2 separate regions of the Zea mays genome follow, and region 2 is linked to region 1. The links are chromatin contacts, called in public Hi-C maps. All regions are on one chromosome and are shown on one strand. The core of a region is the stretch at or near the end of the contact, and the rest is flanking DNA. Distances in the headings are between cores, read along the strand shown. Region 1 has its middle 58 kb from the start of LOC109940897. Region 2 has its middle 250 kb from the start of LOC103632455.

The links. Hi-C and Micro-C count contacts between places; a contact is called where the count stands out from the background.
Region 2: a contact with region 1 is called in a Hi-C map of leaf, with 3 times the contacts expected there. The contact joins two enhancer-like sites. A contact is called at or near these places in 2 of 25 Hi-C or Micro-C datasets (ear and leaf).

The regions. Positions count from the first base shown.
Region 1 is chr7:72,949,725-72,956,788 of Zm-B73-REFERENCE-NAM-5.0, forward strand. No RefSeq gene overlaps it. Among protein-coding and RNA genes, the nearest start is that of LOC109940897, 58 kb to the left of the region's middle. Within about 2 kb of position 2,922, at least 20 of the 20 cell types and tissues checked have an H3K27ac peak or open chromatin away from gene starts, as enhancers often do. A contact at or near this core is called in ear and leaf, where this site is marked.
Region 2 is chr7:73,813,414-73,820,235 of Zm-B73-REFERENCE-NAM-5.0, forward strand. No RefSeq gene overlaps it. Among protein-coding and RNA genes, the nearest start is that of LOC103632455, 250 kb to the left of the region's middle. Within about 2 kb of position 5,563, at least 13 of the 20 cell types and tissues checked have an H3K27ac peak or open chromatin away from gene starts, as enhancers often do. A contact at or near this core is called in ear and leaf, where this site is marked.

The DNA.
Region 1 (7,064 bases), core at 1,672-4,171:
TGCCGACAACACAAGGCAAGCCCCGGTGCATTTGCCACCTCCTCTGTTTAAAACTCTTTATCACTTGAATGATGCATTAGGTGATAGGAGTTGGGTGTTAAACCAATTGTTGCATTTCCTTCCTTGGAATTTTTTACCATTCTTGATTACCTGTTTTATTAAAAGGTTTTTAGGTGCTTAGTCTTGCTTTAGAAAAACAAATGTTTTGTTTTAAAACAAAAGGTGATGCTTCACAAAGGAAGGGATGTTTTCAATGGGAGTGGAGAGATGGCGAGAGTAGCGTGTACCCTCCGTGGCAAGAGGCTGGACGGTGGTGTATCTGTGCTCTCGGTTGGCGTGAACCCGGTCTGGTCTTAAGAACCTAGGTGGCGAGTTGACATATGCAAGGGTTAAGTGCTACATATGTCGTGTGATTGGAGATCCCCAGCTGGGTATTTATCGATTCAGATCGTCGTTACTTCTCGGAAATGAAGACTTGGTCACTGACTTACACGTAGCATTCCAGTGAACAAGAAGGGTTGATAAAAGGATGGCTAGTATAGGCCAAGTGCTTGACCTAGGGTAGAAAGAACTCTAGTGACAGGTAATGACTTAACTTGCTAATAAAACTGGATTTTTAAGGATCCACTATTAGTAAGCATTTTTGCAAATAGAGTCTTGATTCTTGATTAAGCCTTACCTTGACTCCCTTAAACCAACATATCCTTGAGAGTCTTTTCTTTTGACGAGTAAGACTTGCGAAAGTACACTTCGTACTCAGGGTTTTCGAACCCATGTTGTTGTAGGTGATGAAACAACAGACTTTTGCTGTTTTGCACTAAGGTGCTGCCCAAGGATGTGGTGCCCAAGCATGAACCTCAACAGTAACGTGGTTGCGGAAGGACGTGGTCCTTCCTTTTGAAAAACAATATACTTTTATGTGGGAGGGGTTTTTGCCTCCTAGGGTTGTAATAATAATTCTTATGCACTCTTATATCCTGGTGATGTAATAATAATACTCTTTCTATATTTTAATGAATGTAAACTAAGTTATTGTAATTCGCTTCCGCTTATTCGTACCTCCGATGTGTTGTAATATCTGCGTGACGGGTGAAACACTCTTGGGAAAAGTAAAGGATACAGATACCGAATTTGTCGAGTGATTTTGTGCATCTACATGGTTGTCTGAGGTCCGATGGACAAGGACAACTGTAGGTGGGCCTAATGACTTGGGAGGTTATGACATGTTGCATCATGCTGAGCTTAAATACCCTTTGAATTGTTGCACATGGTTGAATTAGTTTGAATTTGAAACTTGATTTGAATTTGAATTGAAAACCCTAGAGAAAAAGAAATGGAAAAGCAATTAGAAAATCTAGGGAAAAAGAAAAACCAAAAGCAGCCCAAGCCGGCCATCCAGTCTAGTGGGGTCGCGCGCCCGCGCCGCCTGACAGGTGGGCGCCACCTGTCACCGACAGTTTCTGCCACGCGGACTCAGTCTCTCCCTCTCTCTGCCTAGTAGGGCCAGGCTATCGGCGCCAGTTCTCTTCGCCCGCGTGCCCCTCTTCCCTCTCGGCTTTGCCGGCCCGCTCTACCAGACGCCGAGTCGTTGCCCCGTGTGCTCGCTCTTTCCCTCGCTCGGCCATGGGCCTCCCCTGTCAGTTCCGCCTTCCCCGCGTCCCGACGTGGAGCAGCGCGCGCACTCGCGCACGTCGCCGGAATCCTCGGCCACGTCGCCTGCCCACGCCCCCAGCTCCTTTTTTAGCACCGCCCGCGCCCACACTCACTCTCTCGTCCCATTTCACACAGCCCCGCTCCCTCTCGTGCTCTGCCCACGCCGCTCAGCTTCGCCGGAGACCCACGCCCGTCGTGTCGGTCTTCTAGCACGTCGGAGGCCACGCCAAGCGACCTCGAGCTCCGTCCCGAGGTGAGACACCCACCCCCGTGCTTGGTTTTTCCTATTTGTGCCTTCCTTTAGCCAATTTGGCCGCGCTTGCTCGCCTCGTGTAAGGCCCAAAACCTGTATAAAAAATAATAATAAAATAAATATATGAAGAAAATAAAATAGCAAATTCAAATATCTTAAATTATACTTGAGAGATGAAAATTAAGGACTGAATTTCGAAAACCAAGAAAGATTTTAGAAAAGAAGTAATAGAAAAGTTTTCTATTCAACCAAATGATGATGCAAATCATTAAATGATGAGCATAAGCATTTATTTACATGAGTATTTAATTTTGAAGTAAATTTTACTTCTTATCCCACATTCAAAATACTATTTTTCTAAAAAGTAAGAAAACAATATGAGTGTGTTTCATATTTCAAACATCTACCAAACAAATAAAACAATTAAAATAAACATATATCTATTGCTTCACAATTGATTTCGAGTATGCATTAAAATTTTGAATTCCTCAACTTTATCTTGGATTTGGATTTTAAATTTGTAAATCAAGAGAGAATGAGAAGGGAAATTTTAATGAAACCATTTACTCCTTCCATAAATAAATAATAAGGAAAGGAATAAATAATAATATTGTAAACTATAGATGTTATAATCACATTACCATTAACTTTGGCACTTGGGAATATGAAGTTCAAAATGGGAGTTTGAATTTGAATTTTATTGGAATAGAGAATAAAAAATAAATGAGAAGGGAAAGAAAGAAAAATATGTACTATAAAAAGAAAAATAATATTAATGCAAAAATAAAAGTATATGATCGATAGGGATAGGTTTGATATTTGAAAATATGAAAGTCAAAACAGAAAAGTTGAAACAGGTTTGAATCTGTAATGGGAATTTAAAATTTGAAATAGAAATCATAAAAATAATATAGGGAAAAATAGGCAAACCGCGCATGGGCCAACTCTAGCACCGCTCGGCCCAGTCTCTTGCACGGCCTAGCCCCATTTCTTGTTCCGCACAGCCCACCCTATGCTTCTTCCCGTTGCTTTTGTTTCGGTCGCTTACGTGTGGGCCCTCATGGTCGGACTCATCTCCCGCACTACAACAGACCGTGCGACCCAGGCTCTCGGTTCATCGACCTCGCGTGAATCGCGCCGTGGCGTGCGAGTGGAGGTGACCGGAATATCGGAAATCCGTTGAAGCTTACCGGCCGCCTCGATATATACGTGCGCCCTCGGCACCCTACCGCCTCTAGCCCAGCCCAGGATAGTAGTGGTGCCATGGCCTCCTGCATAGCCCCATCCACGGAGGTCGCATCCCTGCGCTTGGGCCACGCTCGGCCTCATCCCCAGTCGAGTCGATGTCTCTGATTCTGCAGTTGACGCACAACAACCCACGCCGGCCACCACCCTCCAGGCCTCGCGATCTTCTCCCATGGTGCTCGGCCCCGCGCTCCTTGTGTCGACATCCGCCTACTTCCCTAGGCCCTCGTTGTTGTACCACTCCCTGTCCCTGGGTCGAGTTGGTGCTTGCCAATCGAGGTGGGCAGGATGGAACCGCCGCCGGGGGAACTCCGATTCGCCGTTCCCCAAGCCTCTTTCGTGGTCCGGGTGGCAACCTGGGCGTTGTGAAACCTCTCATCGGCGCCGCATTGACTGCGCTTGCTGTCCACCCATCGCGACCCGGAAGTCTCCGTTCGTGTAAAGCCCAAAATTGGTAAAAAAAACAATAATAATAATAATGTAATAGATAAATAAATTTAAGAATCGTCCTTTAATGATTTTTTGAAACCTTCTTGTATTTCTAATGCCCTTGAATGTTTAACTTCAAAAAGAAAAGAGGAAGGAAATTGTATTAAAGTTATTTACTATTGCTAGAATTAAATAGGAACAATTGGATCTATACCATTAAAAGATCTAAACTTTAGATATATACCATGAACCCCACATACCATTGACTCATGTGGACCCACATGTAAGTGAGATAGTAATGGTATGGATCCAAAGTGGTGATCTTTTAATGGTATGGATCCAAATTTCCCAATTAAATAGTGGGAAGAAGAATAAATAATATACAAATATAATTTCAAAGAGCAAAAGTATCATTCAAGATAGAATTGTGAATTCAAAGTTCAAAACATGAATTTAAATTTAGTTTGGGATTTGAGAATAAGAGAAAGGGGAATAGAAAATAAAATAGAGAAGGAAAGAAAAGGATATTATACAACACCAAAATAAGATTATAAATAAATAAATTCATCTTATTTTTGGGTAGGTTCAAATTGCACTTTTAACTTGGGAATAAATTTGACACAAGATTGGAATTTAAAATTGAAAGGGAAATTTGAATTTGGAAAGGAAGAAAAGAAAAAAAGAAAAATAAAAAAGGGGCTTCTAAGCTAAATGGGCCGGCAACCATCCTAATCGGCCCATTTTCCCCCTCCTCTTTCTTGTATGCGCGCCTGCCCCAAACCCTAGCCGCCATCCACTCATTCGCGTGCCACGTCACTGGCACGGTGGGGCCCTTATGTCGGTCTCACTGGCAACTTGTGCCCACGCGCCAGTCGTAGCTTGCCGCTCCTACGTTGTCGCTGCAGTGTGGGACCAGTTGGTCAGCGTTCACCTGCGGAGCGAGCCACGTGCCTCGGAACTAGGTGCTGTCAGGTGGGGCCCGAAGACCAGGCCGTCGGCTTCAACCACTTCGACCGAAGTTGCGGGCGCAATCGTCGACAATCCCGGTCTTCGCGCGCGGCCATGGGGCATTCCCTGGGGCGTGCTTGGACTCGGCCTCTTCAGCTATAAAGGCGGGACCCTACCCTCGTGACCCTCCTGTTGCGTCCAAGTCTAGGAACCCATAGCCATTAGTGAGAGAAAGGAGTTTACCGCCGCAAAGGGGTGGCGCTCCATTGGGCGATCGGCGGTGAGGTCTAGTGTGGTCTTGCGGCGTCGCCTGAATCACTCGCGCCTGTCTGTAGCCTTCCCGGGCCGTGATTGAATTGGAGCCATCGGGAATTTCTCGTCGATGTGGTGCACGACCGCAGGATTGTGCTACGCCGTGGTTGACCTCGCCCCTTGGGCCACCATCGTTGAGGTTACATTTACATGTTCGCTGAGTGTTCCGTATTAATTTCTGCCTAGAATTGCTGCGAATCGCGTGCCCGAACACCGATCGGAGTTGCGCCGCCGCGGGCACCACCGTAGGAAATCGCAGCGCCGCCGTGCCCCTGGGTCTGGGGAAGAAGATGACCTTCGGACCGTTGGATCCTAGGTGGATGGCAGCGATTAGATACTATGCATACCCCCCTTGCCGCTTTAAATCATGACCACCGATCTGTAGATCAAGGGCTTAGGTTGGATCTAGGCGTGGGGTGTTGTGGTCCATAGATCTCGGATCCAAGGGTCTGGGTTGCGTACATGTTTAGACGTGGACAGATCTAATCATGACCATAGGTTTTTAATCCAACGGCCAGAATCCATCCATACCCTTTCGTGGATACATTTTGTTAAAGAGCCTCCTGGTGTTTATGAAATCAACCCGCCATCCTGCGGGATAGCTCTGAGTCTTGGGACGTTTTGCGTCGTAGCCCCTGCTCTTCCCTGTATTAGTGTGCACAGTCCAGAGACTTATAAATTGAATAAATAAACATGGAAATGAATTTTTGACATGAATGTCACAATAAAATTTATATCCTATTTAATCTTGTACAAAACACATAGAATCTTTGGAAATTCATAACTTAAAATATATAACTCCGATTGGATCCATTCAAGTTGTGTTAGTCTCGAATAATATTTACTATGCAATAACAACATTTATTATACCATGTCTCATTATTTTATAATTATATTTGTATTTAACTGATGTTGGTTAGTCTAGTTAAACTGCTTATCATTATAATCTACTAGAATATGATCTATGGTCAATTTTTAACTTAGATTAAAGTTTAGATAATCTCTCATATGATTTACACTAACCAATTTATAATATAGTTTAGTATTTTAATCACACAGATCTTCTATAAAATCATAAATCCTTAATCGTAACTCCGACCTTAGTAGTGCTCGATCCCACGATCTCGTAGCTTCGCGTAGATCATTATTATTCAGTTTGTACTTATGTTTGGTGTGATGTTAATGTTGGGGGCCTTCGGCTTCCGAAGGTCCTCAAAAACAGGATTTAACAGTATTTCTGGAGTATAATGTGTGAACAGGTATCTTCGGACTCAAGTCGGCATCACAGCAGACCAGAATAATACAAAGGTTGATACAGCGCCGAAGGTGTGAGCAAGAAAGCTTCGGCGTGGCAGCAAAAAATGAAACCGACTTAAAGATGAAAAGGCTATTCAGACCTCGATAGATTACTATAGAATTATTATCAAATGTAAAGAGCATAAATGTAATTTTACATAGGCTGTGTCCTGTGCCTATAAATAGGTGAACAGTACCCCCGTACTGTTCACGCTGATTTGGCATTCGCTTTTGCGTCACGCTTGTACTTTCATCTCCTTCAAGTTGAAGGTACATTTGTAATCCAACGTTATTTCTGTTTATACATGATAGTAATATATAATTGTTTATGTTGACCTTTATATTCCTTACAATTCATCCTTCGTCATTGTATAGTGTATTTATGAAGGTACGCCCTTCATAACCTTCATCCGAAAACCATTATATCCTAAGGGGAATAATGCTTCGAAGGACGAAGGACTTTACCGATTAACATTTTCTATGTTGCCTTGTTCTTGACTCATAGCATTTGAGAACAAGTCCCCAACATTGGCGCCCACCTCCGGTGAACTCACTTCCACACTCTGAGTTTTCTGAACACCTTCGGCAATCATAAACCTTCGTTATGGCGCCGAAGAAAGCTTCAGCAACTGGCACTGCAGCTCTTCAACCGCTGGACCACAATCAGGAGACTGTCTCTCTTCGGGAGGCCCGAAGCCAGAAAAGGAAGGCTGTCAGCCCGACACCACCAGAGGACGAGATAGATCAAGAAATCAGAGACATGGAGATGCTTCATCAACAGGTGCAGAGGAAGAAAGAGAAGATGGCCAGGCTAGCTGATAGGGCTGGGCAAAAAACCCGTAACCCGAAACCCGAACCCGGAATACCCGAACCCGAACCCGGAATACCCGAAACCCGAATTTTGTTCGGGAATTTCGGGTAACAACTT
Region 2 (6,822 bases), core at 4,313-6,812, 870 kb after region 1:
CAGAGATGCGCTAGAGACCAAAAGCAGCCTTCATCTCTAACACAACTAATTCAGCCTACTTGGTCATTAAAGAGATGGGGGAATGAATTTGTTGGGACCATTACCACCAGCTCGAGGGAACTTAAGGTATGTTGTGGTAGCGATCGAGTATTTCTCCAAATGGATTGAAGCCAAACCATTAGCTACAATAACATTAGCCACAATTTAGAAGTTTTTTGGCAAAATATTATATATCGCTTCGTAGTGCCGAATGCTATCACAGTGGACAATGGAGCGCAATTCAACTCTAAAGCTTTCCGTATTTTCTGTGATCAAATCAGAACAAATATACATTTTGCATCAGTAAGGCATCCAGAATCTAGTGGCCTGGTGGAACGAACAAATGGTGTCATCCTTATAGGGATGATGAGGTCAATCTTCAATCTGCCGAAGGGCAAGTGGCCAGATGAGTTGGTAAAAGTGGTATGGAATTACAACACTTCAGTTTCAAGATCAACAAGCTTTACCCCAATCAAGCTCCTGTTTGGGGACGAAACAATAACTCTAGAGAGGCAAAAACAGGGTCAATATGAACCTTAGCTTCGGCAGATGGTGAAGATTCTTGTAGAATTTCAAAAGATTCAATAGAAGGGATCAGACTTCAGGCAATTTATCACATTAATAAATATCAAGCCGAAACGGTCAAATGGCGAGACAGAAAAGTTAGGCTGAAGAATATCAAGCCAGGGCATTTTGTGCTTCGAAGGGTGGCTAATCTAGAGACTGTAGGGAAGTTACAACTCAAGTGGGAAGTACCCTTCTTGGTGGTATCTTCGGCCAGACCAAGATCTTATAGGTTAAGAGACATGGAAGGAAATGACATTCCAAGGTCCTAGAATGAGGATGAGCTTCGGATGTACTATATGTGACAATCATGTAATTTTTTTAATTTTATGGTTCCCTTTTTTCCTTTCAAGTGGGGAGAAAGGTTTTTAATGGGTCCATATTTTGTAATTTTCATTTTTTCCAGCCCTATTCAATACAAGGGCAAATTTCCCCCATTTGTAAAATGTAAAGATCTAAGGTTACACCATCGAGTGTAAAAAGGAAGAAAAAGCAAAAGCCCAGAAGTCATTCCAAAGGGGATGTAGAGCTCAAATACCGCCTAGTAAAGGTGAAGAAGCTCCAAAGTTGTTCCTAAGGGGATGCAGAGCTCAAATACCACCTAGTAAAGGTGAAGAGACTCCAAAGTCGTTTCTAAGGGGATGCAAAGTCTGTTTTTCTTTTTTACCTTCGGCATACATTCTTGCATAACGCATGGCATTCATTATAGACATTATAGTTTCATCGCATCATCGCATTTCGAATGAAAAACTAATGAGAAGCTTACGATGCTTCGTTGTGAACGAAAAGAAGGGAAGGTGCTTTTCGCCTGTCGTCTCAAAAAGAATATCACGGTTTTGTCCACAACAAAGAAAATGGATACATCAAAAGGTAATACGACAAGTTATTTGTACATATTTACGAAAAAAATTTACATGTCATCCTTCATTGTTTTCCCATCAAATACAATGTGTTACACAATGAAGGTCTTTAAGAACATGTTTCAGGATTTCTTCATGAGCTTAGCTTTGGTTTTTCACTCCTCACCGGCATCAACCTGGAAACAACATAGTATCAATATTGAGGAATAACAAATAGGAAGAAGGTAGAAGAAAATAAAAAAAACAAAATTTTCATACTTCATCAAATAGTGATCGAGCTTTGTCTCCAGCAACTTCCCGTCCACCCTTCGTCCAAATCTAGGTAACAAATCTTTTACCCACACTTCTGGCTTCACCAGGTATGTTGCCCAGGTCAGACGGGAAAATGCTGAAGGTGGGCTTGTTAACGATCTTTAACTGATTCCACCAAGCTTTGGCGAAGATAGTAGCAGTCCATTGGGTAGCTACTAGTGCATAGAAATCACTATGTCCTACCATAACTTCGTCAAAATCACCAACTTCCTTTTCAATCCATTCAAGTGCCTTGGTAATATGATCAAGAGAGTTTTTGGCCTCTTCTGAAGCTGCTCCAACAGAGTTAAAAATATCCCGCAGTATTGAGGAGCATCAAGTTAGAAAACTGAAGCAAGTATCTCCAAGATTTTTCAAAGCTTCGGATAGTTTAGTATTCTTCTCGGCTTCGGTTTCGACTTTCAGTTTTAAATCTTTGGCTTCTTGGTTAAAACAGTTTACATTATCTTGGAAAGTTGATTTTGCTTTTTCAATTTCTCTACTCAATTCTTCGACTTTTTTTGCTTTGATCTGTAATCTGGATGTCTTATTTCTCCATTCGAAGGTGAGCTTCAGCAAGACTTGCCTCGGTAGACTCAAGTCTAGAGTCTCTTTCCTTCAACAAATCTTCAAGATTCTTAACCTTCTTCTCTAGATCATTGATAATAATTTCATTATTTTTGTCTTCGCATTCTTGTTGCACCTTTAAAGCCTTGCTTAGCAGGAAACTCTGTCACAAGTCCGAAGATACATAAGATTTTGACCATTAAAATTTGAAAACTAGTAAATTAGAGAAAAGAATAAAAGTATGTACCTTAAAATTTGAATACACTAAGCTGCCAGTGATGTGTTGTTTTCTGTAACACCCCTGGTGTTACGATAACTAAAACTCTGACATATCATCATAAACATTTGCATTAACTTACTTGTTACACCTATAGTGCATTCACTAAGTGAGGAGAAATTTTCTTGGCACAAGTGTGATGTGATGTATAGAGCATTAACTAAAATTTTCTTTGCACAAGTGTGATGTGGTGTATAGAGTATAGGGATTCGATTTAAAACTTTGCTTAAGCCAAGTGAGGAGAAATCATCTCTTAAGAAAGTCATGAGTTGACTTGGAGTCTTAATTACTAAAGACAAGTTTTAGAACCTAGAGTAACTTTGCTTTAGGTAGATGGATCAAAGGGATGAATCACCGGAAGAAATTGAACCACAGTTGAAACCATAAACTAGTGCTAAAGTTGAAAATTCAAAACCTAAATGAATTTGGCCATAGTTCATATATTAAAGTTGTAGAGCTTGGAAAAGTGAATAACTTTCTTATTTGGAGATTCCCAAGTTGTGTGGAAGAATTTGGAGTTAAGTACAAAAATTCAGTTTTGGGTTCATTTTGAAATTGTTCAAAATAATATCAACTAGTCAACTTTGAACCCTTGTAACTTCTGATCTAGAACCATTTGGAAGATGGTCATTATAACAAAGCTATAGGGCTACATGAGGAGTAAAAGTTTTGTTAAGTAAAATGGTCCCAAACCTATATGCAACTAGAAGAAAAAGTTATGCAAAGTGGAGCTGACAGATTTGGATTTCAGATTTTGTGCAACAAACTAAATCTGAATTTTAGTGTTTTTGGTACGACTTTGGAGCTTTCTTATGCACAATCCATAAGGTTTTGAACTATGGTTTATATATAGGAGTTGTAGACTATATGATGGGGAACAAATTTCTTTAAGAGAGTTGGGCTTGATCTCAAATAAAAGGTAGAGCAAAATCTTCCCAAAAGTCGATTGTTAGAGTTGCACTAGCTGAATTTGTCAGTACTGAAATCTGAATTTCAGTAAAAAGTGTCAAGTTTGGAGCTCATTGGTGATCAATCCATGTGTTTTTAGACTATATTTTCTATGGCAAACTTGGATATCAATGTTGGGGGAGTAAACCTTAGTAAGGGTCATGCCCCTAATGCAACTTGGAATTGGAAGGAAATGGTTCCCAAAGGCATGTCAAACTTTAATTTTAGACTTGGATCAGTTACCTAAAACTGAATTTCAGTGAGTTTTGCTCAACTTTGGAGCTTCCTTGTGACTAATCTTGGAAGTTTTGGACTGTGGTTTCTATAGAATAAGTGAAGACCATATATTGGTGAACAAATCTCCTTAAGTAGGTTTGGCTTGGTGCTACACAAATTTGGGAGAAATGTTGGTCCAAAGAGGGGTTGTCAGGCAAGAGAGCGCTACATATTGTTCAGTAATCCAGACTAAATTTCAGTCATGTTGGACTAACTTTGAAGTTTATTTGGGACTGTTCGGTGTAGCTAGGAGCTATACCTTGTATGGCAAAGTTGAAGACCATTGTTAGGTTCCTATGTCCTCTATAGGGAGATAATATTGGTGCTATGTAGAGTTGAGCTAAATACACCTAAACTTTCTTAGTCAGGTCCATTTGGTGCTGAACTATGTTCAGTTTAGCGAGGCAGTGATTTTGGGTTAACTTTGGAATAGGATAGCTCTTGATTTGTGAACTCTTGGCTTGGGGTTACTGTGTCAAGGTTGAAGAGGTGAGCAGGTTTGGTGAATTATGGTCAACCTGTTAGCATTGGAAGTTAGGTGTTTGAGAGGAGTCATTAGGGAGGGTTCAGTCGAGTTATTTGTTTCAGGGATTGATCAGACTCTGAAAAAGATCTTCACCCATGCCGTGCTCCACTTGTGCTGCTCTAGCTCGAATTGAGGATAAGAACGGGGGCACGAGGGGTACTAGGGGTGAGGAGTTTGACGTGGCTGACGCCTGAGTCGTGAGCAGCATGTGAGTTATCCACGCCGGTGACTCACCTGGTTGTTTATTTCTGGTTTGCTCGTCACTGATCCTGCCTACATGGCTTCGGCCTAATATCGAGCGTGCGTGGTACATATGCATGGACGCCATGTAAACATGTCCTAGCAGCTGCTAACAACGTACCACCCCAATCCTCCCAGATCTAGCCTCACCTTGAGCTGTGTCTGGCACTGTCTTTAGCTCAGTGTCGCTGCTGCCTTCGGGTTTAGCAAAATTCACCGTGCCCGCGAGTTCATCACCCAAATTGATAACACACTATGCTTCGCCACCCTCTTGCGCTTGTGTAACCACAACCCAGCCGCATGTCTTCACCCGAGCCCCCTGAGAGGCGTCTTGCCCTACTGTTCATCGCCGCGCTATCCAATTTCCGCCTCATCGTGGCTAGGTTTGTTTGACATTGTTCGATGCCTCTAATCCCGTGTTCCAGTCTCCCGTGGGTGTAATGTAGCTCATGCATCTGCCTGTTTAAACTCTACTACTCTAGGTCATCCAGAACGTGGCCACGACGTCGTCACTCATCTTCATGGGTCGCCTCATCGTCAGCCGGTCTATCCCCGCTTTCTCCAGTCTGATCTGCGTAAGCGTCATGGTGTGGGTGAGTTGCTGGTGCTTATATGCCTTAAATTTGAGCTCTGGTGTGCCCTCGCATTAGATTCGAGCTCGCCGGACATCGAGTTTCGCTGTGGCCATGGCCATCCGGGGTTCTATGGTGTTTTTGTGCGTTGTTGGGTACCGACGTGTTCGCCGAGCGTTGGGGAGCACAATGGTGCTCTTACCCAGGATGGAGAAGGCTCCGGCAGGGACAGTTGTTGACTCGCCGGCGTTCGGTTCGTCCGGAGTCGTGGATGAAGCATTGTAAATAGGAGGAGAAGAAAGGGTTTAAGTGAGAACGTCAGCCACTCAGTGAAACAGTGGATCAGGCTTAGATTCATTTTGGCGTTGTGGCAGGGGACTTTGCGCAAAAAAAGTAGGTGCTAGCGCGCGTGTAGCCAGCCATGGGCCGGCTTTGTCCTCTTGCGTGGCCGAGTGGCGAGATTGGGCCTGATATTGTTCCCAGTTTTGGTTTTTTCCTTTTCTGGAGAACTTGAGAATAGTGCCAAAAATAGTAGAAATTTCCAACAATCATGGGACAAATTTTGTTGGATGTCTAAAATCAAGAGCTCTCTGGTAAAGTTGGTTTTAGGATTTTTAGATCAGTTAGCAAAGTTTAAGTAAATTTAAGGTGCTCTTTGAAGGACTGTATTAATTTTAGAAATAAGAATAAAGAACCAAAAGTCATGAAAATTTTTGGAGAACCTTTTTATTAGCCGTTGAACACTTGGTAAAGGTTTGGGGCTGTTTGGAAGCTTTTTGCTCTAGAAACCCTTTAAGCCCCAAAATAGAGTGGTTAATCCCTAATCAAGTGTGGGTTAGTGCTTTGGAAAGGAGATAAGTTTATCTAGGGAAGAGATGTAGTTGCTTAAGAAGTTTTAAGCTTTTGGATGAGATCTAAGATGTATTAGTTCTCTGGTTTGCCTATGTGAATACGATTTGGCCACTTTTAGCAAGTGTTGGTGCTGTAGAACCATGTGTATTCTTGTCATGTGTTTATTTAGGAGTGTTTATGTTCCCCACCTCTCCTTGTGAGAGTTTGCATTTCATATCATTACATCATCATACATGTATCTCTATTTGACTTGTAGAACACCTAGAAGAAGTGGTGTTTAAAGGTGGAGCCTTGTCACACACGGTTCTGGGAGGCAAAACCGAATGCATAGCATATGTGGACCAGGACCTATTTTCCACATATATGTTGACGTCACAAGTGTAATATATCAAAAGACAATGCAATAAAGGTGTAAAGAGAGTAGAGTAACTTTATTACATCATCTGGATCATTGTATCTTAACAAGTATCACAATCAAAGTACGGCGGAACTAAACATGGACACTCTTCCACAGAAAGGTGACTGGCGCATCGTTAGACTTAAAACTCATCAACGTCATCTGCGAAGTCTTCGTCATCACCCTCTAATCAAAATATTAGCAAGGGTGAGCTCACTTATGGTCGGGGCTCAGCAAGTGGGGGAAATTAATGCAAGTTAACAAGGTAGGCTATGGATAAGAGGTAAGCATTTTAGTTGGTCAATATTTTATTAGCAACACCTGTCTTACTAATAAGTGTGTATCCCAAATATCCCAATTAATCAAAGGTATAAGATTATATCAAAAGCACTTAAGTGAAATCACTTAGGCAA